3 separate regions of the Mus musculus genome follow, and regions 1 and 2 are each linked to region 3. Evidence: chromatin contacts called from public promoter capture Hi-C data. All regions are on one chromosome and are shown on one strand. The core of a region is the stretch at or near the end of the contact, and the rest is flanking DNA. Distances in the headings are between cores, read along the strand shown.

The links. Promoter capture Hi-C pulls out the DNA fragments that hold promoters and counts their contacts. Capture Hi-C pulls out chosen DNA fragments and counts their contacts.
Region 1: a promoter capture Hi-C map of adipose tissue shows a contact between it and region 3. A contact is called at or near these places in 2 of 130 datasets of targeted methods (memory CD8 T cells and pancreatic cancer cells) and 2 of 9 other capture datasets (adipose tissue and pancreatic islet).
Region 2: a promoter capture Hi-C map of 3T3-L1-derived adipocytes shows a contact between it and region 3, with 2.5 times the contacts expected there. A contact is called at or near these places in 4 of 39 promoter capture datasets (3T3-L1-derived adipocytes, liver and pre-B cells), 2 of 484 Hi-C or Micro-C datasets (CD8 T cells and embryonic stem cells), 7 of 130 datasets of targeted methods (the 230-238 cell line, bone marrow-derived macrophages, effector CD8 T cells and 3 more) and 3 of 9 other capture datasets (adipose tissue, liver and pancreatic islet).

Annotation. Positions count from the first base shown.
Region 1 is chr19:7,554,868-7,559,020 of GRCm38.p6, reverse strand. It overlaps Plaat3 (phospholipase A and acyltransferase 3), which reads right to left and starts at 1,562. Exons shown (of 5, transcript NM_139269.2): 1 at 1,457-1,562; 2 at 1,026-1,089. The coding sequence starts at 1,040.
Region 2 is chr19:7,498,640-7,503,375 of GRCm38.p6, reverse strand. The region is part of intron 1 of Atl3 (atlastin GTPase 3); the gene reads right to left. Among named protein-coding and RNA genes, the nearest start is that of Atl3, 6.6 kb to the right of the region's middle.
Region 3 is chr19:7,216,336-7,220,514 of GRCm38.p6, reverse strand. Cox8a (cytochrome c oxidase subunit 8A) reads left to right here and starts at 2,899. Exons shown (of 2, transcript NM_007750.2): 1 at 2,899-3,116. The coding sequence starts at 3,003.

The DNA of each region.
Region 1 (4,153 bases), core at 313-2,812, 340 kb before region 3:
CATGTATTTTTATGAGTCAGCTCCTCACGGCTCAGCAGAGTTCAAGCTTTATATGGAAAATATAAAATATAGTGCTAACTTCTGTGCTCTTGGGTTTTCCCGGGTTCAAACAGAAAGCAAAACAGCCTGGCCTCACAGTACCAGAAACAGAAAGTGCAGCCTGGAGTGACTCTGCTGCTATGAGAACTGTTAGGTTTTAAGTGTTGTTTTCACTTGGGAACCGAATAAACTTGAACTTGATTATAATCCCACACCAGTACTCAGCTGGAGCACAATCCCAAGAGGGTTGTCTGCAAAAACCTGAACCAAATCAACAGTCTTGTTAAAATGAAGAAGACATTTGCCCTGTTCCAATCTCAAGACATCATGGGTTAACAAAGATGCCGGGGGCTGGGATGTGGCTCAGTCGGTAGAGTGCTTGCCTACCATGCAGGAGGGCTTCACAAAACTGGGTATGGGGCCTCACACCTATAATTCCAGCACTCAAGAGGTGGGGGCAGAGAAACCAGAAGGAAGAAACTGTCCTCGCTAAATAGGAAGTTTGAGGCCAGTCTGGGCTACCTGAAGCCTTGTCTCAAAAACAAAAGCAAAACAAAAATCAGAAAGAAAAGAGAAGGGGGGATGGAGGGAAGAAATGAAGGAAAAGCCAGAGCTGAGTGTTTGCTGGCAGCAGGGATGGCCATGGGTCAGCTGACAAGACAAAAATAAGCAGAATCAACTTCAGACATTCGACCCAGGAACCTGCCCAGGGTCCGGGTTTGGTAAGAAGACCCAGCCCCCAACTTCCCCCCCTCTACTGCTTTCTATTGAGCATGTTTCAAGCAGGGTGGCAGCCAACTGCTGAGGCTCAACAGGTGGCAGCTGACCCACAGCTCATACCTGATCCCCCAAGGGTTCAAATGTAGCTTCCTCACTACAAAGCTCCTCTCTTCAAAACAGCGAGTCAGACCCGGAGAAAACAAGAGTCACCATTAAAACACTACACCCATCCCTGGCCCACCCTTGGCTTCTCACGCTGTACTTACTATGGGTGCTAGCATTTTCCAGGATGTGTGAGCTTCAATTTCAGCTTAGCAGCAGCGTGGATGCCTAAGACACAGAGGGGAGCAAAGCTCATTAAGTCTCTAGCAAGTCTCCAGGAGCAGGGTAGCTTTTAGCAGAGCCCTCCAGAAACTTCCACCAAACTTCTCCAACTTTCTCGCTCTCCTCCGCTCTGACCTGAGCTTGCCCTTGAATAGACAAATCCCTCTCTGTAGGGCAGAAGCGGCTCACGGGATCCTTGGTCACCAGCAGGGTTCCTGGCCAGGCAGGCATTCGTGCGCCCCTGGCTCCTTTTCTCCGCGTACGGCGGATGGCAGACAGGTGGCAGCTCTCGCCTGGCTTGTTTACGCAGCCGAAACACTCTCCGCCTCCCAGACAGCCCTCGGGGACCCGCAGAGGCACCCGGGCTTCTCACCTTTGCTTGGGTCCCAGAAAAAAACTCTCCAACCTCCTCGCGCCCCAAGTAGGCAAGTGGAGGCCAGCGCAATGGGGACTGGTTTAATGGCCGCAGAGTCCAGGCTGAGCCAGATCACCCCGCCCCTCCTCCTGTAACTGGCTAATGAGAGCGTCGCCAAGGGCATGCCACTACTCAGTAGTCACTTAGATGCCTCCCTCCCGCTGCGTTCCCGCCTCTCTGCTCCTCTGCCCCAGATTCCCCAGCCCTTGACAGCCTATACACACTCCTCATGGAAGAACATGTTATGTCGAATTACATTTAATCTTTGTACATGAATCATACCAAAAGGCTATTTTTTAAGAGTAATACATGCCTGAAATCCTAGCATTTGACAAGCTGAAGCAGGAGGATTGCCATAAGTTTAAAGTTAGCCTGAGCTACTGTTTGAGATCTTCTCTCCAAAATAATAATAATAAATAATGATGATGATGATGATAATAATAGCCAGATGTAGTTGTTTATGCCTTTGTTTCCTGCACTCAGGAGGCAGAGGCAGGCCCATCTCTGTGAGGCTAGCTCCACATAGTGAGTTCCAAGGGTGCCAGAGCTATGCAAAGAGACCTTGCCTCAAAAATCCAAAATATAATAATAAAAATAAAAATAATGACAACAACAGTAATGTGGGGTTGAGGAGCTGGCTCAGGGGTTGAGAGCACTTGCTGCTCTTGCAAAGGGCCCCGGATGGTTCCCAGGATCCACATGGTGGCTCACAACCATGATTAACTCAGTTCCAGGGGATCCAATACCTTCTTTTGACATTGTTACTCATGAGGTACAGACCTGGTACATGTGCACACATACTGACAAAACACACATAGAGAAGACAGCTTGCACAGGGGTTTCAGCCAATAGAAAGTCTTTATTAGCCTGGCTGTCAACTACAGTGGGTGTTCAGTGTAGCACTTAGCTTTTCTCAGAGTGAGCTTTTAAACACAAAAACCATGTTCTGGGTTGGCATTCTTCAGTTAACAAGAACAGTTAGCCAAAAGCAGGCTCACAGAAGCCAAAAATAAGATTAGTACACCTGGCCTCTGTTTTAGCTTTGGCAGGTGGTGCTGTCTGCCTGAATGATACTTCCATCATGGAGTCAGTTGTGCTAAAGTCTTGGGGCCCACTAAGTCTGAAGCTCTGTTACACTCATAAAATAAATCTCAAAACATTTTTGTAATTGAAGGAGTTAAAAAAATACACTCCCTGGCATTTTGATTGAGGAACATGAAATATGTAATTTCTTTTGATTTCCTTTTCAATATTCAGAGATTACTTTATTCGTGTTTGAAATCAAATCCATGAACATAAAAGGTTAGATGTTTAAAACAGTATATTACCATTGCACAAATGAAAAAAGAAAAAGAAGCATTCTGGACAAACATGGCTACTGTTCATTTCTGTACAGTGTTCTTTTCTCTTTCTTAAAAGCAGAAGATGAGGCTCTGCATGGTGGCACATGCCTTTAAACCCAGCACTCAGGAGTTAGAGGTAGGAAGATCTCTGTGACTTCAAGGCCAGCTGGGGCTACACAGTAAGATCCTGTCTCAAAAGCAAAACAAACAAATAAATCAGGAATCGAAATTCCCAAATGATGGCTTCTCTCACTAAAACAGAAAGAAACCATCACCCAGAGGCCCTGGACTCTACTCCCAGCACCACTCCAAAAGGATAGCAATAACTCGCCTTTTCCGATTTCTCACTTAACGTAAACACTTCTGCAAAGTTTAACTATTCTTTTTCCTCCCTAGCTGCTTCTTGGGGTCCTTGTCCCCTCCTCTTCCTCACACTCCATAGTTCTTTCTGATCCTGGAGTGACTCTTGGGACCTCATGGACACTAGCAATTGAAATTGGGCCACAAATCCATAAGTCTTCATTTCCCCCTGCAAACCCCTAGGATACACACAACTTGCATCCGGGGAATGTGCATGCTTCTCCTCCTGATCGTCTATTCCAAGTCAATTTAATTCTGAAAGTCAACCAGGATTAGATCAGTAGAGTTGGATTTTTGCTTCTCCCTACAAATCTATGTGAAATTAAAAAGCCAGCCAAAGGGACAGGTTTGGTGGCATACAACTGTAGTCTGAGGCAGAAGATCACTTGAGCCTGGAAGTTCTAGACCAGCCTGGTCAACTCAGTACACATGAGAGTGGTGGAGACAGCTAGAAATTGTACAGCAAAAAGGACTTAAGTATTGGTCCTTAAGCCATAATAAATCCCCAATGCTTTCTTTCATATGTATCCCCAGTGGCACACAGTGGGCATTTTATGAGTGAATGTACCTCCCTCTGAGCCTCATTCTGTTCATCTATGAAATGGGTTGCTCATTCTATTAGACAATGTACAAGAGGACATTTCCCAAAGGAAGAGCTCTTTAACCTGTTGAGCACTGTCTGCCACACAGTGAACCCCTGGTCAGGCTTTGTTAGGTATTAGTAACATGAGAGGCACATGATCACCCACATCACAGGATACTCCCCGGCTTCTTGATAAGGAGAGTCAGCATTAATAAATGCCATTGTCTCATGCGCTTTATCACTCAACCAATCCACTGCTGAGCACACCGGGCTAGAGACTGTAAGGCCATCTAAACCCAGCATGGAGTGAGATGGCTCAGCGGGTACACACATTTCCCACCAGCCTCATCCTGAGTTAGATCCCCAGGA
Region 2 (4,736 bases), core at 1,231-3,730, 280 kb before region 3:
ACATAACCAAAGCCTATGACCTTGTCTCAGCATAACTCTAGAAAACATAACAACTTCAGCCTCCATTTATAAACCTAATACCCAGCTGCAAGAAGGAGGAAGAGTAAGAACAATGGCTGATTCAAACCCAAACTATGCTAGATTATCTGTTCAAGCCTAGGATGGCCTATACACTGAGAAGCTGTGTCAAAATAAATAAATAAGTAAATAAATAAAATAAAAGGCTAAAGCATAGCATCTGACATATATGGGAAATGGCAACTTAAAACCTCTATTCAGGACAAATCTTAGCATGCTCTTTGGCATCTCCCTACAGGAGTTCTTTTCTTTCCTCACCCTCAGTGGCTGACATATACCAATGCTCTTCTGTAATCTCCTATAGTTCTTACTCTCTCACTGAGCTTTTTGGGAGAAACAGAGGGTCTCAAAATCAAAATGTAGCCAAGGCTGTCCTTGAACTCCTGACCTCTCTACTTCCACTTCTATAGGCATGACCACTATGACCAGCTTCAATGAGCTCTTTATTTATAATTTTAACTCTATGCTCATTTTTTACCATTTTTCTTTCTTTTTCCACCCTGTATTTTGGTGCTATAACTCCCCTCCTTTCTAACCTCTGAAGCGACATGTTCAAAGGCTTAAGTATAGAGTCACTAAACGTTCCACTCATACTAGCAGGAGGAATATGTGCAAACACACTGACCTGAAGAGTCAGGAGACAAGTCCTTATTCCAGTTCTACCACTCAGCCTCTGTGATCTGACTGGTTCACCTCCAGTCTCCTTTCAAAACTCCCCAGTAGTAACATTTTACAAGTCTACACTTAGTATTTCAAAATGTTTCCTCTCAATTACTCCATTCAAGTCCTCTGCACTTTCCCAGCCTTATCTCCCTATATGCAATATATTACCAAGTCTTACCATCATTTGTCTCTTCTATAACTGAAGTTTCTGCTTTATTTGGGGGCATTTTTTATTTGAGCTTTTTGTTTTTAGACAGGCTCTTGCCCAGGATCACCTCAAATTCTCAATCTTCTTGCTTCAGCCTCCAGGGTGCTGGCATTACAGTGCAAGGATTAAGAGCAAAGGGCATCACTGTAATGAGGCAGTGGGCAGGGAAGAGAAGCCTCTATAACAACAATACCAGAGTTCTGGCCCTGGGTCTGCCCTAAAGAAACCACTTCAGTTCAACTTCTTCATTTGTACTACAAAGCCAGGCAGAAACTGTTTAGCTCTAAAACCTAACTGCTACTTTTTTGGTTTTCTGTTGTGTTTTTGGTTTGGGGTTGTTTTCAGAGACAGGGTCGCACATTGTAGTTCAAGCTAGCCTAGAACTCATGGCAATCCTCCTTATTTGGCCTCCCAGATATCTGTTAGGATTACAGGCATGAGCTACCAGATCTGCCTTATCTCTCAAGAGTCTCAAATTCTTGATTTCATAAATCTCGTATCTTTTGTCCACATTTGTCTAAGTCTTACAATCTCTGGTGTCATGTATTGTCTCAGTGTGCAGATGTGTACTTTGGAAAATAACTGCTTCTTTAAAGGGAAAGGAGGATATTATTCTCGAAATCTATAGTTGCATCCATGTTCACATAATAAACTTCAAGAAAATAAACAGAGCACCGGGTGGTGGTGGCGCACACCTTTAATCCCAGCACTTCCCCAGTACTCGGGAGGCAGAGGCAGGCGGATTTCTGAGTTCGAGGCCAGCCTGGTCTACAGAGTGAGTTCCAGAACAGCCAGGGCTATACAGAGAAACCCTGCCTCGAAAAACCAAAAAAAAAAAAAAAAAATCTTTAATGAAAAAGTAGTCTAGGCCGGGTGGTGGTGGCACACGCCTTTAGTCCCAGCACTTGGGAGGCAGAGGCAGTTGGATTTCTGAGTTCGAGGCCAGCCTGGTCTACAGAGTGAGTTCCAGGACAGCCAGGGATACACAGAGAAAAAACAAAAAGAGAAAAAAAAAAAAAGTAGTCTAACAGCTTATGTGACATCACAACCTTTCTCCTAATTACTTATGAACTACTGACTTATCCTTTACTTTTGGCACAATATATCGAGTCCACACTAACCAAGAGGTTTAATAGGCCAACTCAAACAATATCCCTAGTAAACTACATTCTATATAGTTTCCACACTTAAATGACAATCACTCACACTGAATGAAAAATGAAGTTAAAAGACTGACAGGTAAATTAGAAATTTTTCTACACATGGATATTACAGCACTGATTCCTACATTACAGGCCTTAAAAACACAGCCAGTAATGGTGGTTCTCAACTTTAATCCCAGCACTTGGAAAGCAGTGGAGCAGGATTTCTGAGGCCAGCCTGGTCTACTCAGCAAGTTCCAAGCCAGCCCAGGCTGGGGTAGAGGAAGCTGGGAAGCCTGGGATTGTAACTCAATATTGTAGCACAAGGTTAGGATAGAGTAGGCCCTGGATTTAATATCTAAACCAACAAAAACAATCTGGCACAGGATCCTAATAGAGGACACCTTTGATCCCAGGAGAATCTGAGTTCAAGGACCAGAGGTACACAACAGAGAAACCTTGTGTCCCTTGCCAATGGGGAAAGGAAAAAAAAAAAAAACGGCATAGGTTAAAAAGCACAGCATAGGTTGGCTAGTAATCATGGTTAGCCTTTTCAATTTTACAAAAGAATACACAAAACCAATTTTATTTCAAGTTAAACTCTAAGAACATTATTAGAACAACTAAGGGTATAGCTCAGTGGTAGAGTAACATCCACAGGGCTCTGGATTCGATCCCAAGCACCACAAATACACAAACAGATACACACATAAAACCTGTATGGTTTTTGTTGAGATAAAATACCATGTAGCCTAGGGTGTCCTTGAACTTGCTAGAATAACCGTGAATTTCTGATCCCCCTGAATTCATTTCCTGAATATTGAGACCATTGGCCCAGTTTCATGGGCGGTTCTGGAATACAGATCATGGCTCAGTGCATGCTACACAAGTACTCTACCAGCAGGTACATGGTACTGCCCAGTCCTAGAATGAGTGAGTTTAAGTGGTCCTCAAACATTTAATTACATCTGAACAGTGATTCGTTCAATGAAAATGGCTAACTGAAAGCAGTTACCATTGCTACTTCAGAAAATCTAATGGATTAATTAAACAGTGTGGGATCAAGCGTGGCAATTTTGGCAATACTGACAACTAGTGGCCAAAAAACCCTTTGTGGAGAGAGGGGATCCTATCCCTACTCTGTACCCACTACATACTAATGGTATCAGTATTACCCATAAGGTTGACATCCAAAAACACCTACAGACATTTCTAAAAGGCACATAGACAGGCTGCAGAGATGGCTTAGCGCTTAAGAGCACTGACCACTCTTCCATAGGTCTTGAGTTCAATTCCTAGCAACCACATGGTGACTCACAACCATCTATAATGGGATCTGATTCCCTCTTCTGTTGTGTCTGAAGATAATGACAGTGTACTCACATACATAAAATAAATAAATCTTTAAAAGAAAAAAAGACACAAACACAAAAATCACCTTCTGTTAAGTACCACTGAGAAGCTGAAAAGATGGCTCAGTAGTTAAAGACAGTTGTTGCTCTTGTAGGACTTGGGATTTGGCTCCCAGCACCCACAGAGCAGCTCACAGCTATCTATAGCTCCATTACCAGGGTATATGATACCTTCTTCTGACCTCTGCAGGCACCAGGCATGTACATGGTGCACATACATACAGACATGCAGGCAAAACACTCATACACATAAAATCACTCTCTAAAAAATTTTAACAGGAAAGAAAAACTTAAAAAAAAAAAAAAACTACTGTGACTACTGTGCTAGAACCTCGTCAGTACTCATCCTCTCTGTCCAGAGGACTCTTTTGTTTTTGTTTTTCGAGACAGGGTTTCTCTGTGTAGCCCTGGCTGTCCTGGAACTCACTCTGTAGACCAGGCTGGCCTTGAACTCAGAAATCCACCTGCCTCTGCTCCCCCGAGTGCTGGGATTAAAGGCGTGCGCCACCACGCCGGGCTCCAGAGGATTTTTTTTTTTTAATGTATTTATTTAATGTATATGAGTACACTGTAGCTGTCTTCAGACACACCAGAAGAGGGCGTCAGATCTCATTACAGATGGTTGTGAGCCACCATGTGGTTACTGGGAATTGAACTCAGGACCTCTGGAAGAGCACGCAGCCAGTGCTCTTAACTGCTGAGCCATCTCTCCAGCCCCTCCAGAGGATTCTTAAAAGCACAGGAACAAAGTTACAAAGTAGACTATATGACTCATGGTGAAGTTATGACCTGAGTTTTCCAGTCCCCTTCTGAAATAACATATTCTCTAAAGGGCAAGAGCAACACACCCAAAAAGAAGCATACCATTTCCATGTTTGCCTTTGCTGGCAGTCCTTAAAGCACAAAGTCTTTAATTCACAAAGCCAGAGAAAACATCAGAGACAAAGGAAGTATGCTAAGAAGTCCTCTCCAGGGCTGGCGAGATGGCTCAGTGGTTAAGAGTGCTGACTGTTCTTCTGAAGGTCCTGAGTTCAAATCCCAGCAACCACATGGTGGCTCACAACCATCTGTAATGAGATCTGACTCCCTCTTCTGAAGTCTCTGAAGACAGCTACAGTGTACTTACATATAATAAATAAATCTTAAAAAAAAAAAAAAAAGAAGTCCTCTCCAGACTTCATAACTACAGCATGTTGTTCTTTCTGGCTTCTATGTTGCACTTTCCCTTAAGGC
Region 3 (4,179 bases), core at 1,650-4,149:
ACTATTCAGGGCTATAAGAGTGAGACCCTGTTTGGTTTGGTTTGGTTTGGTTTTTTGAGACAGGGTTTCTCTGTGTAGCTCTGGCTGTCCTAGAACTCACTCTGTAGACCAGGCTGGCCTCGAACTCAGAAATCTGCCTGCCTCTGCCTCCCAAGTACTGGGATTAAAGGTGTGTGCCACCACTGCTCATCGGAGACCCTGTAATATACAAAAACAACAACAACCAATAATGACAAAGCCTGCAGAGTAATTATTATAAATATGATGTCAGCTGAGTCCACATAGCAAATATCGGACCAGCCAGGTCCATATAGTAAGATTTTTGGGGGCTGGTGAGATGGCTCAGTGGGTAAGAGCACCTGACTGCTCTTCCGAAGGTCCGAAGTTCAAATCCCAGCAACCACATGGTGGCTCACAACCACCCATAATGAGATCTGATGCCGCCTTCTGGAGTGTCTGAAGACAGCTACAGTGTACTTACATATAATAAATAAATCTTTTAAAAAACAAAAAAAAACCCCAGATTTTTGTCTCAAAATTTTCAAAAAAGTGTGAGGGATACCCATACAAAATCCCTACTTCATTAGAAACTTGATACATAGTTAAGGATGACATATAGTCTCTGGACTCCACCTCTTAAATGCTAGAATTACAGTTGTGGGCTACCAAGTCAGGTTTATATAGTGCTGGAGAATAGGACCCTTTTTGTGCATGCGAGGCAATCACTTTATTCCCAGCTACTTGTCTTCAATCAATGGTAAAATGATAAGTATACTTAAGATTACTATCAGTATTATTTGAGGCAGCATCTTACTATGTAGCCCTGGCTGGTTTAGAACTTGCTATTTGAGGGGCTGGTGAGATGGCTCAGTGGGTAAGAGCACCCAACTGCTCTTCCAAAGGTCTGAAGTTCAAATCCCAGCAACCACATGGTGGCTCACAACCATCTGTAACAAGATCTGACTCCCTCTTCTGGAGTGTCTGAAGACAGCTACAGTGTACTTATATAATAAATATATAAATCTTAAAAAAAAAAAAAAAAAAAAAAAAAACTGGGCTGGTGAGATGGCTCAGTGGGTAAGAGCACCCGACTGCTCTTCCGAAGGTCCAGAGTTCAAATCCCAGCAACCACATGGTGGCTCACAACCACCCGTAAGGAGATCTGACTCCCTCTTCTGGAGTGTCTGAAGACAGCTACAATGTACTTACATATAATAAATAAATAAATCTTAAAAAAAAAAAAAAAAAAAAAACTTTAAAAAAAGAAGATTTACCAGGCTGGCCTCAAACTCAGACACTCCAGAAGAGGGAGTCAGATCTCGTTACAGATGGTTGTGAGCCACCACGTGGTTGCTGGGATTTGAACTCCGGACCTTCGGAAGAGCAGTTGGGTGCTCTTACCCACTGAGCCATCTCACCAGCCCCAATAAATCTTTTTAAAAAAGAAAGAAAAGGTGTTCTAGGTAGAATGTAAAGAGTAAAAAGTCCAAAATCTGGAAGGGTGGAGAAGAGACCTAGGAGCAAGGACAAAAAACAAGCGATATTGAGAAGTCAGACAGAAGGGCAATATCCAAGATCCGGGCCTTGTCTAGAAAGCAATGGGGAGGGCTGGCAAGATGGCTCAGTGGATAAGAGCACTTACTGCTCTTCCGAAGGTCCTGAGTTCAAATCCCATTGGAGGCCCTCTTCTGGTGCATCTGAAGTCAGCTACAGTGTACTTATGTATTAATAATAAATAAATCTTTGTGCCAGAGCAAGCAGGGACTGAGTTTACAGGAGCGAGCAGAGCTGACCGGAGCAAGCAGAGGTCTTAAAAATTCAGATCCCAACAGTGACATGAAGACTCACAACCATCTGTATAGACACAGTGTAATCACATACATAAATATTTTTTTAAAGAAAGCAATGGGGAACCACTTGATCAGGTATTTGTCTAGTAAAACAAGAAGGAAGGAGAGAGGAGAAAGGAACAGAAAGAATAAAGGCAGAAGGGAGACAGGGGATAAAGAAGAGAAAGAAGAGAGGCAACAAGGCATGGAACATAGGAATAGAAGCAGAAAAGTTCAAGGTCATTCTCATCTACACGGTTTTAGGACAGCCTGGGCTACTGGAGACCTTAAAAAACCAAAACTGGCCGGGCGTGGTGGCGCATGCCTTTAATCCCAGCACTCGGGAGGCAGAGGCAGGCGGATTTCTGAGTTCAAGGACAGCCTAGTCTACAGAGTGAGTTCCAGGACAGCCAGGGCTACAGAGAGAAACCCTGTCTCGAAAAACAGAGAACAAAACAAAACAAAACAAAACTGTCCTAACACACACAAAAGGAGGAAAGCAGAAGTTGAGAACAGTTACCAGTTATGTGGAAACGGGTTTCTGAGAGGATAACAGTAAATGACAGGAGTCTCGGGGCTGGAGAGAGAGCTCAGCGCTTAGAAGCACTCGCTGCTCTTGCAGAGGTCCAGTTCAGTTCAGTTCCCAGCATCCACAAGATTACTCACTATTGCCTGAACTCCAGTTCCAGAGGATCCAACACCCTCTTTTGGCCTCTCTGCGTTCTGCATACACAGATGAACATGCTGACAAAACACTCATAAAGTAAAACTATGTTTTTAAAACTAGAGGCTTACTGGTGGCGAGCTGGAGTCACTAGTACAGTGCTGGCAGAGAGAGGATCCTAGTTAAATGAATGGAGGGAGGAGCCAAGGAGTCAATAGACTTGTAGCTTGTGTGATTGGGTGGCTATGCGTGTCACTCTCGAAGAAAGTGGAGGTGGGAGCAAAGGTGTCTCATTTCTCCTCCCATCTGTGTAGGATGATGTCGGTTGGTTGTTTCGAGGAGCGCGCCAAAAACAGCCCAGGCGGGCGAGGGGGCTTGTCCCGACGTCATTTCCGAAATACTTCCGGCTCGGGCGTCCGGCAACTTCAGCGCCGGAACTTCCGGCTGGTTCGGCCATCTTGACTCCCTGACCTTGGACTGGTCCTCGTCCGTGGTCGTTCCGCGCCGTCATGTCTGTCCTGACGCCACTGCTGCTGAGGAGCCTGACCGGCTCGGCCCGGCGGCTCATGGTGCCGCGGGCTCAGGTCCACTCGAAGCCGGCGCGGGAGCAGCTCGGGGTCCTGGTGAGCGGGACGGACCGGGAGCGGGGAGGTGGGCGAACTGTGGTAGCCTGCGACATTGGCTTAGGCCTGTCCTCAAGGCATGGATGAGACAGTCGCTCGGCTGCTCCTAAGCCCTAGGTATTTTTCCCAAGTTCCTGGATGTCAGGTCAGCCCGCTAGTTTGTTTACTCTGTTCGGCCTCTCTAAACCCGTCTCTCCTTCCATTCCCCCCCCCCCCCCACCGCAGGGGAGGGCATGCCTGGTAACTGGCAGCGACGTCATGGTTGTTACTGCTACATTTTATTATTAAGGAGGGCTGCAGAGTTCACCAGGTCTACATTCCCAGAGATGTAGGAGCATTTAGATACTAGGACAATTTTTACTTTTAAAACATTAGTTTAAAAACATGAGGCAGGGTCTCTTGTAGCCCAGGCTGACCACATTTGACTTTGAAGCGATAATCTCTTTAGTGCTGGGATAACAGGCCTGTGCCATCACTTGTGGTTTATGTGGTGCTGGGGATCAAGCCCGGGACTTTGTGTTAGGCAAGCACTTTCTTAATACTACACCGCAGCCTAGGCCCCCCCATCCCTCCCTTTTTTGGAGCTCTTCTGTTTTAAGTGACAATGGGTCATGAATCCAGATATCTGGGCATTGAATTAGGGGTAGAACCAAAGCACTGCCACTGAAGAAACAGTGACAACCAAGCCATGCCCTCTCTTACGCCCATTTAGTGGGAGGTTGAGGCATGAAAACAGAGCTCGGGAATTCAGGCCAGCTTGGGCAACATACTGAGACTCTGTCTCAAAAACAAGAGTCTGGGGGCTGGAAAGATGGCGTTTGGTGCATAGCCTCATGAAGACTGGTTCAGGTTCCAGCACCCATATAACAAGCTTGTAACTCCAGCTCCAACGCATCTGACATCCCGTCCTGACCTTGGGTAAGCATGCAAACACATACCTGTGCTCACACACATGCATCATACAAATATAGATAAAACACATCTTTAAAAGATACAAAACCCCAGCAGGGCAGTGTGGCACACGCCTATAATCCAGCACTTATGCTATAGAAGCTGTGGATCT